3 separate regions of the Mus musculus genome follow, and regions 1 and 3 are each linked to region 2. A link is a contact called in public Hi-C and HiChIP or PLAC-seq data. All regions are on one chromosome and are shown on one strand. Each heading gives the region's core, a stretch centred on a gene start, on an enhancer-like site or on the middle of the called end of the contact. The rest is flanking DNA. Distances are from core to core; before and after follow the strand shown.

What was found. Hi-C and Micro-C count contacts between places; a contact is called where the count stands out from the background. HiChIP or PLAC-seq counts read pairs in DNA pulled down with a chosen protein or histone mark.
Region 1: a contact with region 2 is called in a Hi-C map of liver, with 2.1 times the contacts expected there. The contact joins the enhancer-like site here to the promoter of 1600029I14Rik in region 2. A contact is called at or near these places in 8 of 39 promoter capture datasets (the C10 cell line, embryonic stem cells, liver and 4 more), 18 of 484 Hi-C or Micro-C datasets (8-cell embryo, the C10 cell line, the HL-1 cell line and 9 more), 1 of 115 datasets of contacts at active chromatin or transcription factors (embryonic stem cells) and 4 of 9 other capture datasets (adipose tissue, embryonic stem cells, liver and 1 more).
Region 3: an H3K4me3 HiChIP or PLAC-seq map of intestinal villus epithelium shows a contact between it and region 2, with 8 read pairs. The contact joins the promoter of Mras here to the promoter of 1600029I14Rik in region 2. A contact is called at or near these places in 2 of 115 datasets of contacts at active chromatin or transcription factors (embryonic stem cells and intestinal villus epithelium) and 1 of 9 other capture datasets (adipose tissue).

What each region holds. Positions count from the first base shown.
Region 1 is chr9:99,519,762-99,523,701 of GRCm38.p6, reverse strand. Armc8 (armadillo repeat containing 8) reads left to right here. Exons shown (of 22, transcript NM_028768.3): 11 at 363-563; 12 at 3,120-3,215. Among named protein-coding and RNA genes, the nearest start is that of Armc8, 47 kb to the left of the region's middle. Within about 2 kb of position 1,626, at least 2 of the 459 cell types and tissues checked have an H3K27ac peak or open chromatin away from gene starts, as enhancers often do. A contact at or near this core is called in liver, where this site is marked.
Region 2 is chr9:99,468,473-99,472,231 of GRCm38.p6, reverse strand. It overlaps 1600029I14Rik (RIKEN cDNA 1600029I14 gene), which reads right to left and starts at 1,811. Exons shown (of 2, transcript NR_028123.1): 1 at 1,306-1,811. Nme9 (NME/NM23 family member 9) reads right to left here. Exons shown (of 10, transcript NM_001165957.1): 6 at 3,513-3,605; 7 at 2,477-2,631; 8 at 1,302-1,442.
Region 3 is chr9:99,434,860-99,438,987 of GRCm38.p6, reverse strand. Mras (muscle and microspikes RAS) reads left to right here and starts at 2,276. Exons shown (of 6, transcript NM_008624.3): 1 at 2,276-2,678.

The DNA of each region.
Region 1 (3,940 bases), core at 377-2,876, 52 kb before region 2:
AGGATATCATTGCTGATTAAACAGCCAGTTCTCACATAAGTTGAACACATAGGTGGGGCAGAGCTGGTGACATGTGTCAGGAGTTCTCAAATGCCTTTTATAAGGTTCTCCAATAGTGTTTCAAAGCAAGTGGAATTTCTGTTAACATAATTAAGAGGTTAGTGTGCTAGAATAAACAGTCTGCTCTGAATTTTGCTTGGTTTTTGCATTTAAACTTCTTTTTCTTCTAAAAACCAGTTGAGGAAATATATCATACAAACATGACTTCCAGCCGATACCACTCTATTGATTTAGTTACCAAATGCTCTTTATCAAGCTTTTACCTTTACCAAAAAGCAAATAATTAATCTCCCTGCTTTCAGACTTTGCCTTGTTTGGTTCGAATGTGCAGTAAGGAGAGGTTACTAGAGGAGAGAGTTGAAGGAGCTGAGACCCTCGCCTATCTGATTGAGCCAGATGTTGAGCTGCAGAGAATCGCTAGCATAACCGACCACCTCATTGCCATGCTGGCTGACTATTTCAAGTATCCCAGCTCAGTGAGCGCCATCACTGACATTAAAAGGGTATGTGCCTCTGGAGTTTTCCATTTCTTATTGCACACAGCTTTGAAACAATTGACAATTCCATCTGAGAGCCCATTTAAATAAAGGAGTCTTTTACCTTTAATAACATGGATAGATTGTGAGGCTTAAAAATCTAGTTTGTTTAGTGTTTATCATTAGGATTTTTTTCACTAAGCACAAAATCAAGAAGAGAATTACATTGTTGGCTTTCCTAACTAAGCTAAATCTCCAGAATAGTGGGGTTTCCTACATTGAGTATTGACTTTATGTCAGTACCTAACTCAGTTCAAAGTTACAGAATCATCTCTGGTGTGTGCGCGCACACACACACACACACACACACACACACACACCTGCCCCTTCTCTTTCTCGGTCAAGGGTGGTATCTTTCTTACTTTTGCCTGGTTGGTCTTTGGGACCACTGAGGACCAAGCCATGTTTACTTTTTCTGAAAATGAAGTTCCTTGGATTTGGGATTCCTTTTGACTTTTTGCTTGCAGCCTGTTTGCCATTTCCATTTCTCTAAGAGAATTTATTAACATAACTTTATTTAAAGAGGTCATGGCAAATAGGGTGATGACTTTTATTTGTGCTCAAGACCAGCGAGTATGGCAATGGTCCCAAGAACAACGGCTGTCTTCACTTTTCATGTGCTCTGACTCCCAAAGCCATTCACCCAGCGGGCAGTAGCCTATTTGCCACTTAATGTTGAAAGTAAATTATACGTATGTTTTTTCTCTGTTTTTAGGGAGGCCTAAAATAACTGTCCGTGGGCCTTGAATTAGTTACATGTACTGCCCTCTACTTTAAAGTTATGGGTCAGAAGCCAGATGTGACGGCACATGTCTGTAATTCTGACACTTGAGAGGCTGAGGCAGGAGGACAGTGAATTTGATGTCAAATTGTGCTACACAAGAAAAGACCCTATCTCAAAAAAAAAAAAAAAAAAAAAAAAAAAAGGTTGGCAAGAATAAAACGAAAGTTCTGTGTCCACTTGCCCTTGGGTAGCATTCCTCCCTAGTAGCAGTATGGGCATGCTGCCCTATCTGTTTCCCTGGGGTGTTTGCTCACACTGATAAAATATCTCACCAATACAAAATACACAGTGAGTCCTGATGGTCTCCTGAGCTTCCCTCCCCAGCAAGGCACGGAGGACCATGAGCATGCCTGAGGAGGCTGATCTAAAAGCTCTGAATGTCAGCACCTGTAGCGGACTTCACTTGTGTGTGGGGGATTATTCCTGATGGTTAGAATCTTGTTTTCATTTCATTTCTTTCATCATAAAACTGGAATAATTTTTAAGGACTTCCAAATGACAAGCATGAGTGAACATTTGATTTGAAAACTTGGAGTATCCAAAGATGGTTTAGCTACAAAAGTGTAGGTATTAGACCTACAGAGTGAAATTCTCAAGTTATTAAGTAGATGGTTGTCATGATATCAGTCCAAATTTGTGTTCTGTGGTGTAAGTTATGGCTAGAATGTGGTGAGGACCTGAGGGCTTTCGTGCCCTGGGACTCAGCCCTTCAGTAGCCATCAGTACCAGCATCTGTGGAGCTCCTCTACCGAGTGTACTCAGAACCACCTCCCGTGCACACTGCATACTTTGTACCTGTGGAGCATTTTGTTATCCCAAATTCATAGTCAGTGGCAGAAAACTTACAGTGCTTAGTGACAGCACTGTCACTGCTTGGGTTGTAGCTGATTCAGCTAGGGCTTTAGGAGGTTTCAGAACAGGGCTTCAAAGTGTTCGGAACAATAGCTGCAAACTAAGGTAAGAGGTCACCTTCCCAAAATAGGCCTTTAGGAAAAGGTGAACACAGTGGTATGACTTTAAGTTTAAAATACTATCAATTCCTCTTGTATAGTTACAATTCATAGTTAAATATCCTGAGAAAATGTTTTTATTTTAATTTTATAGTAATGTGTTAGGAAAACAGGTTTGTACAATTGCTAACATAGCCATTTATGTGTATTTAAAGATAGCAGTAATTGTTTCATGGCAACAATTTATTTCAATAATTTTCTTTAAAAATCCTGGACATATATCTAATAGATAGAGGTAGTGACTCTGGTGAGTTGATTGCTGAGGGTTTTCACAAAATGTCTTTCTAAAAGTTTTTTTAAATGCCAAAATTAGGAAAACATTGGTCTGATAGCATTCAGTGTGTCCAGCTTGCAGTTGGAGACTGTCTAGCTGTGCCTTCTCTCTGTGCTCCTCTTTCAAGAAGCAAATATCAGTGCCACTGACAACTACCGTCTGAAACACTGGACTCTAAGAGTCATATCCATGCAGAGGTGATGATCGTCACTTTCAGACAGAAGTAGACTTCATTTCAGGTCACACTGACATAGACACAGCAAGATCTCAAATGTGAACAGAGAGCAAAAGTAACTAGGAAATTCATTTAGTGACAGAACCAGTGTTAATAGTTTCTGCTTGCCCTGAAACTCAGTAATTTTTATGTTTTATTTTTATTATTTTATTATGTTGTATTTTATTAAAATAGAACTTATAGACTAATTTGGAATCTCTCTTTCCCCCACTTCCTGTAGCTTGATCATGACTTAAAACATGCCCATGAGCTCCGCCAGGCTGCGTTCAAGCTCTATGCCTCTCTTGGAGCAAATGATGAAGACATCCGGAAGAAGGTGAGTCTGGGAGAGGGGCGTCCCCCAGTCCTGACAGCCAGCAGGCAGGGAGTGACGTCAACCTGAAAGTCGTGGTGAAGAGCACTAACAGTGACTGTTTGAATAAAATAAAGCAGAGTGACAAAAGGCATAATTGAAGAATGAATGGGACCTGGATTTGGGGGGCTGTTTGTTTTTAGAACATAGAGTGGCATGGCCATGCTGGAATGATACATAACTGGCCTGCTGATTTTGTCATTAATATGAATCATTATGTTGCACACTTTTGCATGTGTTCTGATAAAAATCATTTCTAGCACTGTGAAGCTTTAGACACCTTGAAAGATCTAACACTAGAATTGTAAATGTTATTTATTGATTTACCTTCTAATGCCATTGAGAAATTCAAATCTCTATTGTATATTGTTCTTTAATAATGTGGCTTAGTTTTATGTTTTGATTTAAATTTTTTATTTTATTTTTTTGCTACTGTGCAAGTTTAATGTGAATAAAATCTTTGTGGAATGATGATTTTATGTTTAGTGAGTGGTCATCTGAACTTTCCAGCTCTTCTGAAATGTCTCACTGGTACCTCACCCCATGTTAGTGTGACACTGAACTCATGTTCTTTATGGAGGTAGTTGTAGGCAAGAAGTGCAGTGTAGTGTTAAATTCTAACCTGGCTCCCCCAACAAACTAAACGGCTAGAATTTACTACTCAAAAACTTACAGTCTGATGGAGTCCA
Region 2 (3,759 bases), core at 562-3,061:
AATTATTTTAAGTAAGGTAATCCAGGCCCAAATGCACAAATGCCTTATGATCTCATATGAGGACCATAGTGTTAACTGTTTGGTACCGTTTGAGGCATGTGGACTGTGCATGTGAATTACGGTGATGTGAGGTAAGGATTGCCTTAAGGCAAGGCATATAGTAGAACATAAAAAGAAGGGGGCAGCATGGGTAGAAAGGTTTAGGCGGGGAAGGAGGCCTTGAGATTGGAGAGATGAGGATGGGGGATGGGCAGAGGATTAACTTCATCAAGTACTAAGAAGCCATTTGAAGAACAAGGTACACAGCAGCAGCTTGAACGTTGATAGAATGACCAAGTGCCGTCTGCATGGATTCTAGCCCCTCTCCAAGGATAGGACCAGTGCCTGGTGGCCTAGCCAACCACCCAAGTCTGGGGAGGAGTATTCTCATGATTACCTAAACTGAATTATTAGTAACTTTAGCCTTCCGAGTACCAGAGCCGAGATCAATAGACAGAGGTGTCACTGCTCAGCCTGAATCAGAAACCCCTCCTGACAGCAGTGAATAAAGATTCATGGCTGCCCAGGATGGGGAACGTGAGTGACAGGAGTGGGCCCAGCCCTAAGTAAGTCGTATACCACCCCCTCTAAGGCTCTGGGAATGTTGTGCAAGAGAGGGCCGGAAGGTACTGTGCCCCAGACTCGTAAAACTGTTGTAACATTAGCTCACATCAGCTGCTGTTACCTGCACTGGGCCCACACAAGGTCAACGTCATGAGCTTCATTCAGCCTTCTTACCTCTAAACCCTCCCTGTTGGTAGATCCCTAAGAGTGTGGTGGACTCTCTGAGTCCTCCAGTCATTCACTAACAGATAGCTTCAAACCCACGATCACACGGATGGCCCTGGCTAATCTTAATGGATCGCACAACAAAATGAACAGATAGGAACACTGGAGGGATATTTGTGGGGAAGGGAGGGTGGGTGGAAGATGAGAGTGATCAGTCTGCAAAGGGTGGGTGTGCGAACCTATAAAAATAAACTTTGGATTTGTTTAGAGTCATAGGACTTTCCCCATGGTTGGCAGAAAGAAAGGCAACGTGTCTCACGGGTGGAAGTAGGGCTCCACCATAAGCAGGAAAAAAAAAAAAAAAAAAAGCCCAGTTGGTCTTAAAAAGCAACCCTTCTGCTTCAAGAATGCACCAAATGGATTAATGGTGATGCCAGTTACATGGTGACCTGTGTTCAGAACAGGACTTTATTGGCTAGTTGGGAGATAAGTCGTCAGTTTTACACACACACAGTCATAAAGCCATTATCAACTCACCCGGTGGAGCTTCCTTGTCTTTATCTGAGAACTTGAAACTGGGGAAGAGCAGCGCCAGCTCTCTGTTGGCGTCCTCTCTGTCCCGGCTTCCATGCACAGCATTAAAAGGCATTTCTGTGCCGTACTGAGCCCGGAGACTGGTTGGTACAATGTAAAAGAAACAATTGTTTCACTTGAAGAGAAATGCATTGCTCTCTGGCAGCAGGACCACCAGCTACCAGACTGCTTTGCTCTTTGTAGAGAACTGGAGAGTATCAGCCGTGCCAGCACCTGCTGCCCAGGGGTGTTAAACAGAGTCTGGCAACGTTTCTGCCCAGAGAGAGACTACAACTCCCACTGTTGTTGGGTCACAGCTGAGCTCTAGCACCTTGCCTCTCGTGCAGCAATATGACTGATCTTGATAAGAACCCTAATCCTGGTCGAGCTAGGTTAGGACCTATGTGCTGAGCGCCGCTCTAAATGCCTCTGTGCTGCCTGCGGGTGGATAGTCCCACTTCACAGCCTAGGGAACTGAACTGAACTGAACGGAAACGGAGGAGGGACTTGACCCATTAGCTGGTAACCTAAGGTCTGAGCCATCTGCCGCTTTGCTTAGCCCAGTTGCTTCAGTTAGACGCTCTTGTCCCTTAGGACTGCAAAGTACTTTAAGGTTTGTTTGTTTGTTTGTTTTCTGTTTGTTTTTTCTGTTTGTTTTGTTTTTGTTTTTTGCTAAGTTCTTTCCTGTTGTCTGACCATGGCTCTCTGTCAGCTTCAAAAGCCAAGGCCCGTGGATTTGGTACAGTGGACTCCAAGCTAGCTGCTCACTGGGTCATAGAGCAGGCTGAGCAGGTCTAGGTAGGTGTGCTGAACAGGAAGCTGACTCCAGATAGCACTGGCTGTGGTAGCTGAAGTCCACAGGGCAGGCGGTACTGCTGCCTTTGACTTGGAAGGTCCCTGAGATCTGTGACTGAGCCTAACTCAGCAGCAGCCTTTAGAAATCTGGGAGGGGTGGGGTGGGGTAGGATCCCATGTCGGGGAGTCTCAGAAACTCAGACAGTAAGAAGATGTCAAAAACTTCCCAGATATATAGAAAGGCGCCCCCTGGCTACCAGAGCTGACAGCATCACCCACGATTCTGAACCAAACACCAAATGAAGCTTGAGGTGGCTGAAAGGACTACAGCTGATGTCACCTTTCGGGATGTTCCCTCCTGGCCACATTGGGGTCACAAGGTCCCAGGAAGGTTCGCCAAGCGGTGACTACATCCTCGGTGCCCTCGGTCTTGGTGAGAATCAGGAGGTGGCTGGGTCCGCTGCACATGTGATGTACTAGCCTCTCAAATGCCTCCTAGGCACAGGGAAGGAAACAGTGACCTGGGGCAGGAACTACTGAGACCTGAAGCAGGCCAGCGCAACCAGACTACCCATGTGCTGGAAGGGAGGGTTAGTAAGCAGCCTTGTGAGCTTGTAGACACTCAGCCGTGACCTGGCCACCTCAGCCTGCTGTTGATGATGACCAGTCACACTCCAGGACCCCAGGAAGATGAACTGTGGTGGAGCATGAGTTAGGTTGGGTAGTGGCATGCTAAAAGAATGGTGTTTGGATATGTAATACATGGGTATTGGGTCTCCAAGGGTACAGTGTAGACTGCGGCCCTTCTCCTTCAATACCAGTGCTCCTCTGGAAAAGATCCCCTCCTTCATTTCCCTTGTTCCTCATTTCACAACCGTGATGCTTAGCAACTATCACACCTCTGACCTAGGAAGTGGGGCTGTGACCTATAACAGCCCTCAGCCCTACTCCCCAAGCCCGCAAATCATAAGCAGAAGCAAGCAGAGAAAGCAAGATTAAGTGGCAGGCGGCGACGTCTTGAGCGGTTTGCCTAAGGCTTTGGCGTCTGTGGGCCCTAGACTTTCCTTGGTCCCCCTTCTCACCAAGCATCCTTGTTAACCTTTCTCATTCTCTGTCATCGGCTCTGGGAGTTACGGAGCATCCTTCTAATAAACATCTTTATTCCGTTGCTGACTGTTAAAATAGTTTCCTTGCAGCCACGATACTTGAGCAGTACAGGCTCCGATCGTATTCTGAGCTGCAAATCCATTACCCACCCACCTGCCGTTCATGTTCTTGTTCTTCATGTTTATTCCCCCGAGAGGCTATCAACCTATCACCAGAGTGTCGGAGGAGGAGAGAGGATGAGATGGACCAATAGAAGCAGATGAGCTGACCTCTCTGGCTCTGTGTTGATAGAACGCTTGCATTTCTGCCTCTGTCAGGGTTCTCTCTTCTTTTAATAGTATGTCAAATCCTGCTTCCTGGATCTGCAGAATATATGTAATATACATTATACACACACACACACACACACACACACACATATATACACACACATATATACATATATACATGCACACGTACATATACATATAAGTGTGCATTCCTCAGATGTAACTCAAGGCCACACTTGCAGTGATC
Region 3 (4,128 bases), core at 1,027-3,526, 34 kb after region 2:
GTGGATGCTCCGTCAGTCCCCTACCCCATCCCCAGTGAACTGGGAGAACTTGCTTTTGCTGCTCAGTCGTCCTGCTTTTAAAAGACTGTTCACCACAGCTTTATTTCAGGGCTCAAGGGATGGGGTAGGCAGGCGTGGGGTGGGTTGTGGGGTGGGGTAGGGTGGCGTGGGGTGGGGGGACAGCCTAAATGAGATATCCATCCCGAGCAATGGCCTGAAAGCTCAGGAATTTAATGATGAAGCCCAGACGTGAGAAGGATTTCTGTATGGAAACAGGGTAGCTATAGCTACACTCTTATGAAATGCCCTCTGCCCACCTTCCCTGAGGTCTGTGGTAAACAAAAATGAGAGAAAAAGACAGTGCCAGGGCAGGATCCAGACAGCCAAGGTGGAGGGACTTCTGATCTTCAAGGCCCCTCTCCTTACTCCGTTCACTCCCTACAGCCAGTGAAAGACGCCTTCAGTAGCATATAGTATGTTCTCTGCCCTGGGACTCTTGAAAGCCACCTGGGCTTTGATAACGCTAGATAGGAGTCTGGCCTCTCCTTAAACGGGTGGTGGCTAGAAGGCCAATGGCAAACAGCCTTAGGCAGAATCTCAGGTTTGCAAGATACAGAGCTTTGAAGTTCCCTGAGGCCAGGGGTGTGGAGAAGCACTCAAAATAGCAGGCAGTCCCGTATAAGTAAAGCTACAAGTAAAGCTAGGTCCAAGACTTCAAGGCTCATTTGCAAAAGAATGTCCTCAAAAATGATAGAGAGAGAGAGAGAGAGAGAGAGAGAGAGAGAGAAGCTTTGAGATGTAGAACAAAAGGCCACTTCACTCCCAACTAGGGAAGCAATTATCTGAAAGACACACAATTACAAGTGTTGGCAAGAACAAGAATGGAAACAAAGGCTGTGTCTAAAGTCTTGGCCTCCCTACCTGGGAAGGGAGGCAGAAGTTGAGGTCCCCTAGGCTTGTAGCTCTACCTACTCAGCCGTTCAAGGCCAATGAGACTCCTCAAAAGAAACAACAACAACAACCACACCCCAACCAAAGATCAAAATAAAGCAAAATGGTGACAGGCACCCGAAAGGTAACACCCACTGTTGTCCTGTCCTCACAACTGTACGCATGCACAGGTGCATGCTTATGTCCCCGCACACACGTGAGTGGTGCCAGTGTAACATGCTATGGCTGCGTTGGAAACAGATATATGCCCCCGAAAGAGTTCCCCAGTCAACCCGGCAATTCCGCTGGAGGTGTATGTATCCAAGAGGAATCACAGTATTTACATAAAGACTTTTAACACTAGCACTTTATTCACACCGAGAGAAAGGGGGAAAGTAGGTAAGCATCGACTGAGGAAAGGCTAAACAAATGCTTCCTATACACACAGTGGGAGATGAGTCTGGCCGAGGTGTGGCTACGCGGAACCACGTGCATCCAGTCTGCACACACCGTGGAAGAAGCCAGTCACAGAGACCACATGTTGTATGACTCCATTTATATAGAATGTTCTGAATAGGCAAATCCACCGAGGCTGAAATGCAGATTAGAGGGTTCCAGAGCCTGGGAGGGGGGAAGAATGGGGAGAGGTTACCCACAGAGGTTTTTTCTTTTAATTTATTGGGGAAAGGAGTAGTGACCCGAATGTTCTGGAATTAGATAAATAACTATGGTCGCACAACTTTGTTATACCAAAACCCCACTGAAACGTACGCCTTTAAAAGCATATACTCAGCGTTATGTGATCATATCTCAAGTCTTGTAAAAGGGAAAGCCGGGGATAGGGAGTAGGGAATGACTCCAACCCAATGGAAGAGCTAAATGGTGTGCGAACGTCGCCGCCGCCTCCTATCCAGGTCGCTGGCTAATTCTCAAGAACTTTGAGGCCTGAATCTGGCACCTAGCTAAAGCAAGCAGCAGGCCCTCGGAATCTTGGGGTCCTCGGGACGTGGTTGAAGCGACGGGACTCTTCTAAGGACTGGGGAGGCGTCCGCAGGTCCCGAAGTTGGCAGCCCGAAGAGTTAAAGATTGAACCTACAGCTCTTTTAAAGCCGCCCGGGGCCAATTCCCCTTAGGTGTCCTAGGCTTATCGGCGGCTCACAGACTGCAGATCCGTGTGGTGAGTGAGTGGAGGCGAGGGGACCCTTGCCCGGTGCCAGCTGTCCCAATGCCCACAGTGGTGCCGTTTGGGGGTCGTCGCAGCCACTCGGAAGGCTCCCGAGGCGCGGGGTGCGCGGTCGCTTTAAGGCGTCAGCGGGGCGGGGACGGCGGCGGCCGGGCTGGCTGGCGCGGAGCCGTCAGTCGGCGGCGCGGGGCCCGGCGGGCGCGGCGCTCCCTCCTCCCGGTGCGAGCGAGGAGGCGGTGGCCCAGGGCGGGAGCCCAGCCCCGGCGGGAGCGCGCGGCGAGCCGCCCGGCAACCCTGAGGGGAGGAGGCCGCCGGGCGCTTTGTTCCGTTCCGGGGCTGGAGGTGTGGCCGGTTCCGCGTTCGCCGGGCTGCGCTGCGCTGCACCCGGCTGCACCCGGGCAGCGGGCTCCGGCTGTGCGTGGCCTCTGCCCCCTACCACCGGCTCTGGCTTAACGGTGTGCAGCGGAGAAGTCGCTCACCACTCCGACCCAAGTGGGAAGGGCCTAGCCGCCGCTTAGACAGACTCCTTTGATTGTAGTCATCCTGGGGTTCCTCGGCTGCCCGGGTAAGGACTCGGCAGGGAGGTGGGCGGCGGGGTCGGGTAGGGGCTCTCCTGGCTTAAAATGGCGTAAATCAGGTTAAAGATCTACGGAGAGGTGGTACATTCATGTGGATAATACAAAACCGCTTTCTTCATAAACAACTCTTCACTGCGTCCTGGGTTCGGGTTGCTGGGCTGGCTCTCTGGTCACCACTGGGGCCTGCGCTCGTTAAACTGATGCGGCCCGGTGCCCATCATGTGTCAGGCTCCATGCCAAATCCTGTTCTGCTTGGAAAGCAGGGCACAAACTGAATGACAGTCTAGTGTGGTCAGTGGGAGAGCTCAAGTGCCCCTACGCCAGGGTTAGGTCAGAGAGACGACTGTTCAGAAGAGCAGAGTGGGCCCTTGACATTACGGTAGAACCCCCTGCAAAGCTGAGGTGCCTTGGGGACGGAGTGCAGTCTGGAGAATAGGACAAAGACCGTGTCACCTGAACTCTGACCTGAGCGCTGGGGCAGCTCCTGATGGTGGGGAACCTTCTTGGGCTACAATGGTGTTTTTGATTCTCTGGACCAAATTATAGAGACTGACTGATGACGCTCAAAACTGTGGCCTCCAGAGGTCTGGCTGGCCGAGGAGTGAGCGGAGAATGCTTAAAGCAAAGCTTACAAAGCCCTGGTACTTGATGGGAATTTGCCTATCTTCAGACAGGACGCCTCCAGAAAGATGGGAGAAGTGGGACGTTAACCTACCCAGGACTGTGCCTATGCCTGTGCTTTTGACCCCGTGTCTGTTCTGGCCTGTTGTGAGTGAGGCTCTAAGATGCTGACGTTTAAGGCTTGTGCAGCCTGCACTGTACATTCCTAGTGTACCAGTCCGCACGTCCTGCAGTGGTGGGTTGAAGTGTGGGGTGGCAGCTATGTATATTAACAACTGACGCATGTAAGGGCTCAGCTGTGAACAAAGCACTTTCACTGAAGCAGTTCGTAGACTTTCTCCTGCCCCTTTTCCCAGAGAAGAAATCTGAGCTGCTAACATTCCGTAAACCTTCTTATTTCCTGTAAATTGCATGTCCCTGCTGACTGGGGCTGAAAATGTTTCAGGCCGTGGTGTTTCTTCGGGGATGTGTGTGTGTGTGTGTGTGTGTGTGTGTGTGTGTGTGTGTGTGTGTGCTCATAGTACCCTGCAGGCAGTTAGCCTCGCCGACTGCGTTTCATGGCATGGTTTGGCCTTTCTCTGGCCCGGTGGGAGGTGTGGGGGCTCTGTTGCAGTGGGTTTCAAGGTTGGTCTCTTTGTAGTGGGAGGTTAAGCAAGTCCAATGTTCTGGTGGAAACTGCCACCCCCAGATGTGACCTTGACATTTCCTTATGGAGAGGAAAGGCCCTCTGGGGAGGCAGGTGACTGACTACCCTCTAGAGCAGTGGGCCTTGCTCCTGTCTAAAGCAATTTCCATAGCCGTGGCTGGCCTGCAACC